Linked DNA regions of Arabidopsis thaliana: region 2 is linked to region 1. Evidence: chromatin contacts called from public ChIA-PET data. All regions are on one chromosome and are shown on one strand. The core of a region is the stretch at or near the end of the contact, and the rest is flanking DNA. Distances in the headings are between cores, read along the strand shown.

The links. ChIA-PET counts read pairs in DNA pulled down with a chosen protein or histone mark.
Region 2: an H3K4me3 ChIA-PET map of shoot shows a contact between it and region 1, with 13 read pairs. The contact joins the promoter of AT2G01820 here to the promoter of MAP70-3 in region 1. A contact is called at or near these places in 1 of 26 Hi-C or Micro-C datasets (shoot) and 1 of 2 datasets of contacts at active chromatin or transcription factors (shoot).

What each region holds. Positions count from the first base shown.
Region 1 is chr2:325,829-332,016 of TAIR10.1, forward strand. MAP70-3 (microtubule-associated proteins 70-3) reads left to right here and starts at 2,197. Exons shown (of 12, transcript NM_126236.4): 1 at 2,197-2,406; 2 at 2,488-2,784; 3 at 2,955-3,040; 4 at 3,663-3,728; 5 at 3,821-3,991; 6 at 4,090-4,260; 7 at 4,360-4,515; 8 at 4,624-4,770; 9 at 4,895-4,966; 10 at 5,063-5,587; 11 at 5,681-5,874; 12 at 5,981-6,188. The coding sequence starts at 2,523. The coding sequence ends at 6,020. It overlaps AT2G01740 (Tetratricopeptide repeat (TPR)-like superfamily protein), which reads right to left and starts at 2,047. Exons shown (of 1, transcript NM_126235.2): 1 at 308-2,047. The coding sequence starts at 1,987. The coding sequence ends at 308. It overlaps RIE1 (RING-finger protein for embryogenesi), which reads left to right. Exons shown (of 5, transcript NM_179593.4): 5 at 1-266. The coding sequence ends at 67.
Region 2 is chr2:359,394-366,054 of TAIR10.1, forward strand. It overlaps AT2G01820 (Leucine-rich repeat protein kinase family protein), which reads right to left and starts at 1,531. Exons shown (of 2, transcript NM_126243.4): 1 at 1-1,531. The coding sequence starts at 1,288. WOL (CHASE domain containing histidine kinase protein) reads right to left here. Exons shown (of 11, transcript NM_201667.1): 6 at 6,420-6,638; 7 at 6,100-6,338; 8 at 5,777-6,006; 9 at 5,600-5,698; 10 at 4,312-5,516; 11 at 3,590-4,170. The coding sequence ends at 3,939.

The DNA of each region.
Region 1 (6,188 bases), core at 947-3,446:
TAAGATGAGAGCAACATGCCCTCTTTGCAAATACAACATTCTTAAAGGAACCACTGATCAATCTTGAAGACAAAACTCAACCAACCAGAGGGAATAAGATTCTGCACATATAGAAACAGATTCCATTTCCTCAATTAAAAAGCTTCTGTATATATTTATTTACATAACTATCAAAGTCATGTGTCTTTTGTTAAAAGCATCCATTTTAAATGTAAAAGATCACACTTTACAAATGCCCTTTTCTATATTTGCCCATATTTGAGAATACAGCTGATGCTCATAGTCATAGCTCAAATCATAAGAAAGTTCACGAACAGTTCACTTCATTGCCACACTGTTTGCTGCAATCCGCATCACTTACTGCTGTTACAAGCCCCCTTCTCTGCATATCAAGAAGCAAATCCGAAGCAGCGGCCATGTTTCCCTCCTTTTCATAAGCTCTAATCAAGAGATCAAAAACAGCCGAATCAGGACTTATTCCGCTATTCAACATTTCATCGAAAACTTGTCTTGCCTCAACCATCAAACCCTTGCTAGCTAGCCCGTAAATCAATGTAGTATAGGCTAACAAATCAAGCAAAAGACCTTCCTGAACCATTCTGGTTTTTAACTTAAACGCATCCACCAAATTCCCTTGCTTACACAAACCAGCTATCCAAGAAGTGTACATGAACTTATCTGGAACAAGTCCAGCCTCTGAGATTTTACTAAACAATCTCTCAACTTCTATAAAGTCTCCTTCTTTGCACAAAGCATCAATAAGCACAGTGTACATAACATCATTAGCTTTCTCTATACAGAAATAAACTATAGCTTCATGTAGTTGTCCATTCTTCGCAATCCCATCGATCATAGTCGAAAGAGCTACAACATCGGGCTCAAAGCCTCTCTCAATTAATTTGTGGTACATGTTAACCGCAGCCTTCATGCGTCCGGATTTAAAATATGCATTCATCATTGTAGTAAAAATCACCATATCAGGAACTAAATCACTTTTCTCCATATCTTCTACAATCTCAGTTGCCTCCTTTAGTTTACCATTACCACAAAGGCCTGATATGATTACGCCGTAAGCTGTTATATCAAGTCTCATCCCTTGATTGAGCATTTTGGCCAGAAACTTCATGGCATTATCCGAATCTCCTCTCTGAAAAAAACCATCGATAATCGTAGTGTATACAAGAGAGTTTGGCTCAACTCTATCCTCGACCATCCTTGAATACATTTCCTCAGCTCTCTGCATTTCCCCCTTCTTGCAGAAACCATCTATCAAAGCAGTATAAGTAACAACATTCAAAGACATCCGAACGCGTCTCATTTCTTTGTATAACGAAACCGCAACCTCCAAGTCACCAGCTTTACAGTACCCATCAATCAAACAAGTGAAAGTAACCACATTTGGAGATAAAGCATCTCTCTTCATAGAGTGAAAACTCTTCAACGCCAACTGCAACTCCCCGGATTTGCAGAACGTGTCGATCCAAGTACTATAAGTAACAACATTCGGCGAACAACACTTCAACATAACACCCATATACACAAAAACCTCATCTAACATCTTCATCTTGCTAAACCCATTAAACAGAGAATTAAAACTAACTATGTCAGGCTTGCAGATAAACCCATGAGAGGCTCTTAAACTCTCTAAAACCAAACTAGCACTTCTGATATCTCCATTTCTACAATGCCCATCAATGAGAGAGTTATAAGATATAACATCTGGTTCACACCCGAATCTAGGCATCGAGTGAACGATATCTTCAGCGAATTTAACTTGCCCTAGTTTACAAACAAACGATACGACCGAATTGAATGAAGAACGATGAGGAGTGTAACCTCTGGAGACTAAGTAAGCTAAGAATTTGAGAGATAGAATGCCGCAATTGGAATTGATTAGCTGATGAATATGCTTGTTGCAGGTGAATGGGTCTGGGAGATTCGAGGATTTTCTCAGGCGAGAAAGAAATTGAAGAGCTTCTCTGACCATTCATGGACATGGGTTTCTTCAGAAGATTCGAAAGGTTACAACTTTGAAAAGATTTTTAAACATCAAAGCTAAATCTAACGGAGAAGGCTTAAACCCTAGAAGGTTAAAGAAGACCGTCGTTCGGTTCTAAACGACAGCGTTTAATTGTAAGCTTATTATTAAATAAACATGAAAATGTAAAAAAAATCTGAAAACGGTAATTATCTCTCTCTACTCGCTGTGACTTAGCATAAACCTCTTTTAAATCCTTCTCTACCAAAAAAAACTTGCTATTTCTCTTTTGTTTTTGTAGAATCTCCGGTGAAGCCGAATTCAAACCCTAACACTTTTGGTTCATCAGTTCTTCTTGACGATTCAGTGTTGTTGCGCGTCTTATTTCTACATTTTGCTTTCTCGATTTGAGAATGTGCTGATTTTAGGTATGTGTTGATTTTTTTTTTTTGTTTCTGGTGGATGGATTTGAGACTTCAATAGATATGGAACTTTTGATGCCTGTGTAGATTAGAGAAGTAAGGGTTTTATAGATCGGGAATAAATGGAGGAAGGTGGATATGCGTTTGAGGTTAACAATGGAAGACCAACGGCGAGTGAGTTTGGTACGACGGCGAGGATTTCGTCACCGTCATTGACTATGTCATCGTCTTTCCGTGAAGGAGGAGGAGGAGGTGGAAGTAAGGGTTTAACACGACGGAGGTCAATGAAGCCGAGTTTTGACGCCGATAATGAGTTCATTACTTTACTCCATGGCTCAGATCCGGTTAAAGTTGAGCTTAATAGGCTTGAGAACGATGTCAGAGGTACTCTATGATTCTCGATCTGTTTTATTCTATTGGTTGATTTCAAGTTTCCGTTGACATTTTTGATTTTGTAATTTGGTATAATTAGGTTTTTGGATATATGTTTGAACTTTTCCGTACGTGCATGAATGTCATTTCTTGGTTTTAAACTTTGACTTTTTGGTGCTCAGATAAAGATCGGGAGTTGTCTGAATCCCAAGCTGAGATCAAAGCATTGAGGTTGTCTGAACGGCAAAGAGAGAAGGCTGTTGAAGAGGTTAGTGTAATATCTGCACTTAATCTGTCTTTTTCCTTACATTTCACAATGTCCTGTAAAGGTTGTTTGGATTAGACTTGATTCAACTGAATATTTCACATGAACAGAAGATTGAAGATATAGCTTGACTTAATGGATTATTTGTTTGGGTCTAATCAATGGTTAGGAAGAAGTTAAATTTGTGAAGCACAATTTCAATATTTAGATTCTGAAAAATGTTATCCTTCGGCTCTAAGTTTTTGCGCAAGTTGCATTATGTAGTATAGGTGGTTGAACTGAATTACTCTTGGGTTCGTTTCTAGACCTTCATTAGTTTTCCGATATGTGGCTGTAGTTTTTTTCTGTTACCGTTCCTTTGTAAGCCTGGTTTCACTCTTGTTTGGCCTGTGGTCAGTCGCTCCACGAAGCATATACATATTCCTGAATCCTTGTCTTAAGAAGATGTATTATGATTTGGCTTTCATTATTGTTTATAGCTAGATCTTGAAATGCTTTGCGAGAAAAAATTGTGTTCATGCCTGCAAAATCTTATATGAAGTTTATATATTAGGTCACATAAATCATCTTTTTTTATCCATCTTTGTATATTCTGACGCTCTACTCTTTCATTTGATTGTTTAAGCTTACTGAAGAGTTGGGAAAGATGTCGGAGAAGCTCAAACTAACTGAAAACCTTCTTGACAGTAAAGTATGTTTGCAATGTTTCTCAGTTGCTTTTCATTTTCCAATCTCTTTTATTTTTCTGGATTCTGTATTTGATGATATCGCATCTTGTCACAGAACCTTGAAATCAAGAAAATAAACGAAGAAAAAAGGGCTTCAATGGCAGCTCAATTTGCTGCAGAAGCCACTCTTCGAAGGGTTCATGCTGCTCAAAAGGATGACGATATGCCTCCTATTGAAGCTATTCTCGCTCCTTTAGAGGCTGAACTCAAGTTGGCGAGACATGAAGTATTTTACTTCCTTTCAATCAACTATATCTCTTATTTCCTTGCTTATTGAGTCTTGGAACCTTTTTAATAACTGGGCATTGCATTCTTCATTTGTAGATTGTTAAACTTCAAGATGACAACAGAGCATTGGACCGTCTAACCAAGTCGAAGGAAGCAGCTTTGCTTGATGCTGAAAGAACTGTTCAGTCTGCTCTTGCAAAGGCTTCAATGGTTGATGACCTCCAGAATAAAAACCAAGAGCTAATGAAACAGATAGAAATTTGTCAGGTATCACTTTCGCCTCCTTTACCCAGCAGTACTATAAATTCCTGGATCTCTCTCCTTCGTTTTCGTGAGCATGCCTTGTTTATCGATTGTTCAAATTAGGAAGAGAACAGAATTTTGGACAAGTTGCACAGACAAAAGGTTGCAGAAGTTGAAAAGTTTACCCAGACCGTACGGGAGCTTGAAGAAGCTGTTCTTGCTGGTGGTACAGCTGCAAATGCAGTGAGAGATTACCAGAGGAAATTTCAAGAAATGAATGTAATAATTAAATTACACGTTTAGTGCCTCATTAGCCTATTGCTACCCTTGTACTTAAAATTCAATTCCTGTGCTAATCATAGCTATGGCCATTAATCCTTTCATTAGGAAGAGAGGAGAATCCTTGATCGGGAACTGGCTCGTGCCAAAGTAAGTGCAAGCAGGGTTGCAACTGTAGTGGCAAATGAGTGGAAAGATGGTAGCGATAAAGTGATGCCTGTGAAGCAATGGCTCGAAGAACGAAGATTTCTGCAGGTTACTTTTGATATTTTATTTTTGGGCTTCTGTTACTGCTTCGAGTTGTGATTCATATTCACAGGAACCATTGTAACTTGAGTAAGTGCATTCTTTAACCATTTTCCTGTTTCTTTTTGGACAGGGAGAAATGCAACAACTACGTGACAAACTTGCCATAGCTGATCGAGCTGCAAAATCTGAAGCTCAGCTAAAGGTAAGAATTCGGAGTTCAGATCCATATAGCTTTAGTCTTCTTTATGTCCTTATGTATCAAGGCTTTAATTAGAATTGCTGCTTTTGCCTTTTGCAGGAGAAATTTCAACTGCGGCTTAGAGTCTTAGAAGAGAGTTTAAGAGGGCCTTCAAGCAGTGGAAACCGATCGACACCTGAGGGAAGAAGTATGAGCAACGGGCCTTCTCGAAGACAATCCCTTGGCGGAGCTGATATTATTCCGAAACTGACATCAAATGGATTTTTCTCCAAGAGGTCACCAAGTTCTCAGTTTAGATCTTTGAATGCTAGTACAAGCACAATATTGAAGCATGCGAAAGGAACATCCAGATCATTTGACGGAGGCAGTAGATCTTTAGATAGGAGTAAAGTACTAACAAACGAACCCAGATCGAAGTTTCCATTGAACCAATCTTCTGAAGGAACAAGCGGAGGCGGGTCACCTAATTCAACAAAACAAGGAGATTCAGAGAAAGCAGCAGGGACAAATAATGATAGTGTCCCAGGAGTATTACATGATTTGCTTCAAAAGGAGGTGATAACTTTAAGGAAAGCTGCTAATGATAAAGATCAAAGCCTTAGAGATAAAGACGAAGCTATTGAGGTTAGTCATTAGTTTTACACCTTTCCAAGAAACGTTTGCTTATATTTATTTATATTCTCTGATCAAAATACTTGGGCTTGTGTTTGCTTTTAGATGTTGGCCAAGAAGGTTGAAACACTAACAAAGGCGATGGAAGTGGAAGCAAAGAAGATGCGAAGAGAAGTAGCAGCAATGGAGAAAGAGGTTTCAGCTATGCGTGTGGATAACAAAGGATCAGATAGTAGAACGAGACGTCACTCTACTAACTCAAAAGGAGCTTCAACAACTGCACAGTTACTTTCTGGAAGGTACCTGATGTTTTCTTATTATAATGACCCAATGTAACGATTATAAGTTGGTTAGGTTAGTTTTCTTTAACACTTGAACGTTTGCTTTGCATTGTTGTTTTAGCAGAGGCTCAGGACGAATGGGGATGACGAGGAGCACGCAGTGATCAAAGAAGTCGATTCCACGAGCAAAATATGAATCTCAATTCAGTGGTTAATAGATTGAAGGAATGACAAAAAGCATACAAATATAGAAATCCAATATGGGAGGTTTGTGTGCTTCTTAACATAGTAAGATTTCAAAGTTAAAAACTGATTTTTAATTTCTTGGCTGA
Region 2 (6,661 bases), core at 281-2,780, 33 kb after region 1:
TTGGCGGTATTCCATAAAAATCGTTGTTAGACACATCAAGTAACCTAAGCTTAGACAATGTGGTAAGCTCATCAGGTATATGCCCGGAGAGTTTATTATCAGCAAGATTGATAGTCTCCAATGAAGTAAGCTTAGCTAAACTCGGAGAAATCGTACCCGAGAGATCCTGTTTCCTCATATTAACAACCGTAATGTTACCTCCAGAACAAGTAATCCCAACCCAGTTAACACAAGGATTGTTTCCTTTCCAACTTTCCGCAAGCTTCACTGGATATCCAAATGATTCAGCTACAGATACCAAAGTATCCACACGAGGATCACAAGCCTCACCAGCTACATTAGTACAAAAGCTATTCATGTTGTTGACTATATCAACACCAACGGATTTGCCAAACAACGGAGTCGGTCCTTGAAGATAATTATTAGTTAAATTCACAGTAGTAAGCGAACTCAAACTAACCAAAGACTGTGGAACAACACCAGTGAGCTGATTCTCTCTAACATTAAACACACGTAGAGATACCAAACCAGAGAGATCAGGAATTGGACCTGAGAACTGATTTCCTTGAAGAGAAACCTCAACGAGCGAAGTCATGTTCCCCAATACCGAGATCGATCCATTAAGCTTCTGACCATTCAAGAACAGAGACTGAATCGAAGTACCAGCAAAACTCATCGGTAACTCTCCTTCTAAACCATTCTGAGATAGTTTCAGATTCGTCAAGCTCGGAAGTGACTGAGAACCGAAGAAATCTGGGATCTTTCCAATAATGCTGCAATTGGAGAGAGTTAGATTCTGCAGAGACGTAGCTTCTTTAACGGTGTCTGGAATTACCCAAGGATCAAACGGATTGTTCTCGAGATACATTTCTTGAAGAGAACTCATACCAGAGAAGAGATTCTTCGGTACAGAGGTAAAAAGATTGTCGTGTAGATTCAGAGTCTGTAAACGAGATAAGCCAGAGAGATCAGGAATAGGACCAGAGATACGATTGAGAAAAAGCTCGAGAATAACCAATTCAGAGAGACTCTGAAGATTAGTAGGAAGAGTTCCACGAATCCCTTTTTGTTTAAGCTGAATCTTAGTAACACGATTACTTCCATCGCATTGAACAGATTGCCATTTACAAGGGTTAGGGTTAGACCAATCGACGTCTGATGTAAGATTCAGACTTGATTTGAGAGATTGCATAGTCGAATCATCGAGACCGGTTTGAGAAAGTGAGAAATTGGCCAAACCCAGTAAAGAGATGATGAAACAGAGAGTACCCAAATGGGAATTTGACATTTTTTGTTGGAGAAAGAAACAGAGTGGAGGAGGTTAAAGGTGTCGCCTTTGAGAATTCTGAGTCTAGGGTTTTAGGGAGGCATTGAAGAAGAAGAAGAAGAAAAGGTTTACAGAGAGGAAAGGGAAAGACGAAGGAATCGGCGGAGATCGAGGAAGATAGAGAGACGAAGAAGATTAAAGGTAAGAGGATCATAAAAGCATTGCCTTTTTATTTATTATTCTCATTCAAATGAAATATTTATTCTTCTGTAATAAAATGGATGAACCATAATTAATAAAAATGCATACTTTAAGTTTTGCTTGTGTAGAGTGTGTGTGTGTGTGTGAATACAGCTGGCAAGGTGGCATAATTAGTGGTGAAAAACAATAGTGAAAATCGCCGAATAATCCATAATTATGAATAATGAGATTATCTACTAATTGTGTTTATAACTTTATATTAAAAAAAAATCAGAATTAGGAATAAGATACAAATTTTATGACATTTAGATGTTTTCAGTTTAGGTGAATATATTATTAACATTTGTAAAGTTTGTAAATAAAAATCACGTTTGAAATATTTTATTTATATATTCAATTAGAGAATTTTACTTTTTAGGAAGTTTTAACAATTGATTTGTGTCAAAATTGGTAATAATAAAAGTAATATCTCTATGATTGAGTGTATTTCGGCATTTTTCGGACTAAACTGCTAATAATATCGATTGTCTTTCCTAAATTTTTAAAATATTTTATTTTGTAATAGATCTTGGATTTTTGTTCACATTATTTCCATTTGCTTCTATAAAAAAAGGATATTATTTCCTCCTTATGAATATTTGTGGGACGAATACAATACGTGGAAACTTATCTGTATTTCTTAGAATAGAAAAAGCATTTAATACGGTGACGGTGGTTACCTATTGTTTAGGGTCAAAGATTAGTCGAAAATTGAAATTTCATCGTAACGTGCTAAAGACAGTTTAAGATTACACCGTTTTATTTAATTCATTTTTTGACTCATTGTGTCACGACTTCGTGAGTAATTATATACTTTGAATAAAAAAAATTAAAAGATTAATGAGTACTTTGCATTGCATGGTCTTAATCTTCTCATGACTAATTTTGACCAAACAAGATAAATGTGATTTTTTTGCAGTCCCGACAAAAAAGTTTTTAACTGTAAAAGACAGACGCCGTGAAATCCGGAGCATATTAGCCACGCATTAATCTTCATTCGGCTGATTTTTTAACGGTCGTTATCTTACGCCGTTTACCACAATTTTTAATGTTTGTTAGGTTGGAGAGTTATTATTATTACTTACCAGTTTCACTCTAACCTAGAACTATTCTTCTTCTTATGGTATTGAATGTCTGTTTTTATTCACTAGTAATAAATATTATAACTATACTATTTTAAAAATAGTTATAGTACGATATGTAGAAATTGGGACATGTATATTGTTGTTGTTAATCTTATAGAAAAATAGTAAAAGTAGCTAAAGATTGGTGTATTATACGCACCAACCATATACTATAAACTCGCACGAAATGTAGATCGAACACTTGTGTACGTAGAAAGATTACGTGACAACAACAACTAGTCCACTTTGCTGTTCGTTACGGTCACACATCAACCACATTTATTTCACTTACTTCTTTTTTCAATCATTTCTTAAATTCTCAATAATTCTAAAAATCAGATATTTGTCCAAACCTCTTTGGTGTAGTGGCACAAGGAAACTTTAACTCCTATACCTGAGTTTGATTTTTCATGAAAACAATAACAAATTTGTTTAGAAAGTCTCTCAGTTGTGATTTGGTCCAATTAATTTATTTGGTAGTTAGAAATGCAGACGGTATGATTATCCTTGGTATTAGTCGGAAGGCATTTCAAATTAGAACCTAACAGTGTGGTGATCCAATTCTACCTAAATCGGGAGAAATTCATTCTGTAGTATTTCGTTGCGTTCCTACTGAAACTGATAAAATAAGTCGATAGAGTATATAAAAAACAAACAAAAAGTCAGATATTTTCTATATACTCTTCTTGGACAAGTTCCTAATTCTTCTCATCCTTTATAGATTACATCGAGAGATCCGATTAAAGGGTTGTTGATTGGCTTTGGTTATCTCACTCGGTTTAGTGAGATCGACGAACCAATAGTAAAACGCAGTCGTTTTTAAGCTTTGCTCTGTTTCTGTTGTTTGAAAGCTCAAGTCGTCGACTGAGCTATAGCTAATGAAGAGTTGTTTGAGCTCTTTCTCTGATCTTCGTTCAACTAGCTAACCGATTTGGTTGCTAAACAAGCTCAAAAGATGAATCAAAATGGTCTCGTCTCAAGTTATAAGAAGATGTTATATATGGAAAAGTTATTATTAGAACATTACAATGTTTAAACGACTAACCAAATCTGATACAGTACAAACGATCCCGTGGGATTAATACTTACGCTAAGATCAACACTGAACCGTCGTCTTAGACGTTGTCGTTTAACAACATACACTAGTCATGGCAAGCTACATTACTTCGGTGAAAGAAAAAAAAACCTTCAAAATCTCTAGATTGTGAACCTACTGTATGTACAGAAACCAAAATGCATATCAATCAGCAGAATCGGTCCACTCTTCCGGCTGCGGAGAGAGAAAAAAAACTCGCCGGAAGATTGGATTACGACGAAGGTGAGATAGGATTAGGTTTGAATGATTTGGCAACGGATTTATAGAGATTCTCTTCTTCAAAAGGTTTGGAGACGTAACCATCCATCCCACTTTTCAGACATTCCTCGTAGGTCGCGTGTATCACATCCGCAGTCATCGCTAGAATCGGTAAATGCCATTCGAGATTTGTCTTCTCTTTAGTTTCCTTCTCCATCATTCTTATCTGACGAGTTGCTTCAAATCTGAGAATCAATGAAGTTTATAAAAGATTTTAACCGAATCCGAACCAAACCAAGTCAGTTATAATTTGGCGGGAAATTTTTCATACCGAACAATTCAAAAACCGAATAATCCAAAAATAGTATTAGTTGTGATTTAGTTACCCGTCCATCTGTGGCATTTGAATATCCATGAAGCAAGCATCGAAAGTGTGTGGAATCTGAAGCAAACCCAAAGCAACTTGACCACTCTCTGCACAAACCACTTCTGCTCCAAATTTCTTGAGAGCTCCTGCAGCTACTCTCCTGTTAACTATATTATCATCAACCACAAGAATCTTCTTCCCTGTAAGCAAGCTCTTGAGAGTTGCGGGTGATGATCCTTCTGGATGTTGTTGTCTTGTTTTTCTCAGCTCGAGAACTTGTTGCAGACACGCCCCAATCATGCTTGCTCTTAACGGTTTCATTATTACCGTATCTGCAAATCCTGCGGATTTAGCTCTGTCGAACTCCGAATTTGTGATGTTTGTTGCGAATAGAGCTAGTTTCGGAGACTTGTGATGAACGTTTCCGTTGGTTCTTGAATTCAATAAACGAATCTCTGAGTCATTATCTTCAGTTGAAATCCATGAATCTTTCTCTACTAAGATCATATCAAGTTGCGGTTTTGTTGGGAGAGGAGAACCGTTTCTTTCAAACGCAGCAGCTGCAACAACAGCGGTTTTGAGACTTGTCACGACATCAACATTGATTCCGAGTCTTTTCATATGGTATCTAGTCACAGCAGCTCTAACAGGCTTAGCATCAACAACTATAGCTTTCATTCCTTTAAAAGTAGAAGGCAAGTGTTCCACATTAGGTTTCTTCATATGGTTAATCGCACTGCATTTATCGCATTTCTCTAAAACAGCCGTGAACCAGAACGTGCTTCCAATATGAGGCCGGCTTATGAAATTTATCTGACCACGCATAAGTTCAACAAGACACTTGCTTATACTCAAACCAATACCAGTACCTCCATAGTTTCTTGAAGTCGAGCTATCTGCTTGCATAAACGGCATAAACACACGGCCTTGCGCAACTAAAGGGATTCCAATACCCGTGTCTTCGATTGAAACCATAAGCCTAACATTGCTAGAAATATCAAACTCCGATAATGACTGCTCCTCAGAGACCAAATGCTTGAATGAATCCCAGCTATTCCGACCATCAGCAGCTTCGTAACCGCTCAATGTGTTGTAACTTGACTGTTTGGAAACAACGATCATTTCTTCAGACACTCCACCATTCAATGCATTTTTCGGTTCAGATTCATCTTTTGATTGTTCCGCAAGATGGACTTTAACAAAGATATGTCCTTTCTCTGTGAACTGTCAAAAAGACAACATCTTGATCAAACAAAAATCATATACACAAGCTGCCAACAAAGGCAGAGATTGAAATAGGGACTAACTTTAACCGAATTTCCAACAAGGTTTATGATTATCTGTCTAAATCTCCCTGAATCTCCTTTGACTATCTCTGGTACTTTGTCTGAAACGAAAACCGCGAGCTGCCAAATTTGAAATCAAGAAATTAGCAGCCACAACTCCAAATAGATGTATCTTTATTCCTTGGATTGAAAACTTACCTCAATGCTTTTGTTCCTTGACTCCTCAGAGAATAGAGAAAGGACATCATCCAATATTGAACGGATATCAAATGGTACTGATTCCAACTCCAGCTTTCCAGCTTCAATCTTGGCGCGATCAAGAACCTCATTTATCAATGCAATCAAAGCTTTACCACATACTTGAGCGGTTTGAGCGTAATCTCTCTGTGTCGAGCTTAGTTCTGTATCTAGGAGCATAGCAAGCATTCCTGCAGAAAATTTTTAAAACAGAATCTTTGAGGCAGTTTGAGAAACCAAAGATGAAAGGCAACAGTACTGGAATTTGTTTGAAGATGTAGTACCGAGAATGCCATTCATTGGTGTCCTGATCTCGTGAGACACGGTAGCAAGAAACTGCGATTTAGCGACATCAGCAGCTTCTGCTCGAACTTTAAGCTCTTGCATTTCATGGAAATCATCTTCGACTTTTACTATGTGCATAGCTGCACCATACAGTATATAACCCACCAAGAAACCAATCGCAAAGAACAATGGCACAGTTGTGAGCACATTCAACGGTATTGGTGCCTTTTGGTGGTACCTGCACTCGAAATTGTTCAAACAAGATATCAGTTTTTAGATATCAGAGAGTATTTTAGCTTTAAGATTTTCTGTGTGGTACCTGCATATCATCTTATGTTTCCTGAAGGGGTCTCCAAAATCGAGCTTGCTCTCATGAGAGAGAGATCTGTCGGCTTCTTCATCTTGATTACCATACATGACAAGTGGATCTGATGCATTGGTGATATCATACACATGCACAACTATTGCTTGGTTACCAGCAAGCTGACCAAGTAAATTCTCGACTAGAGACTCCACATCAAACGCACCACCAAGGTACCTGCATTTCAAATTCAAGCATCA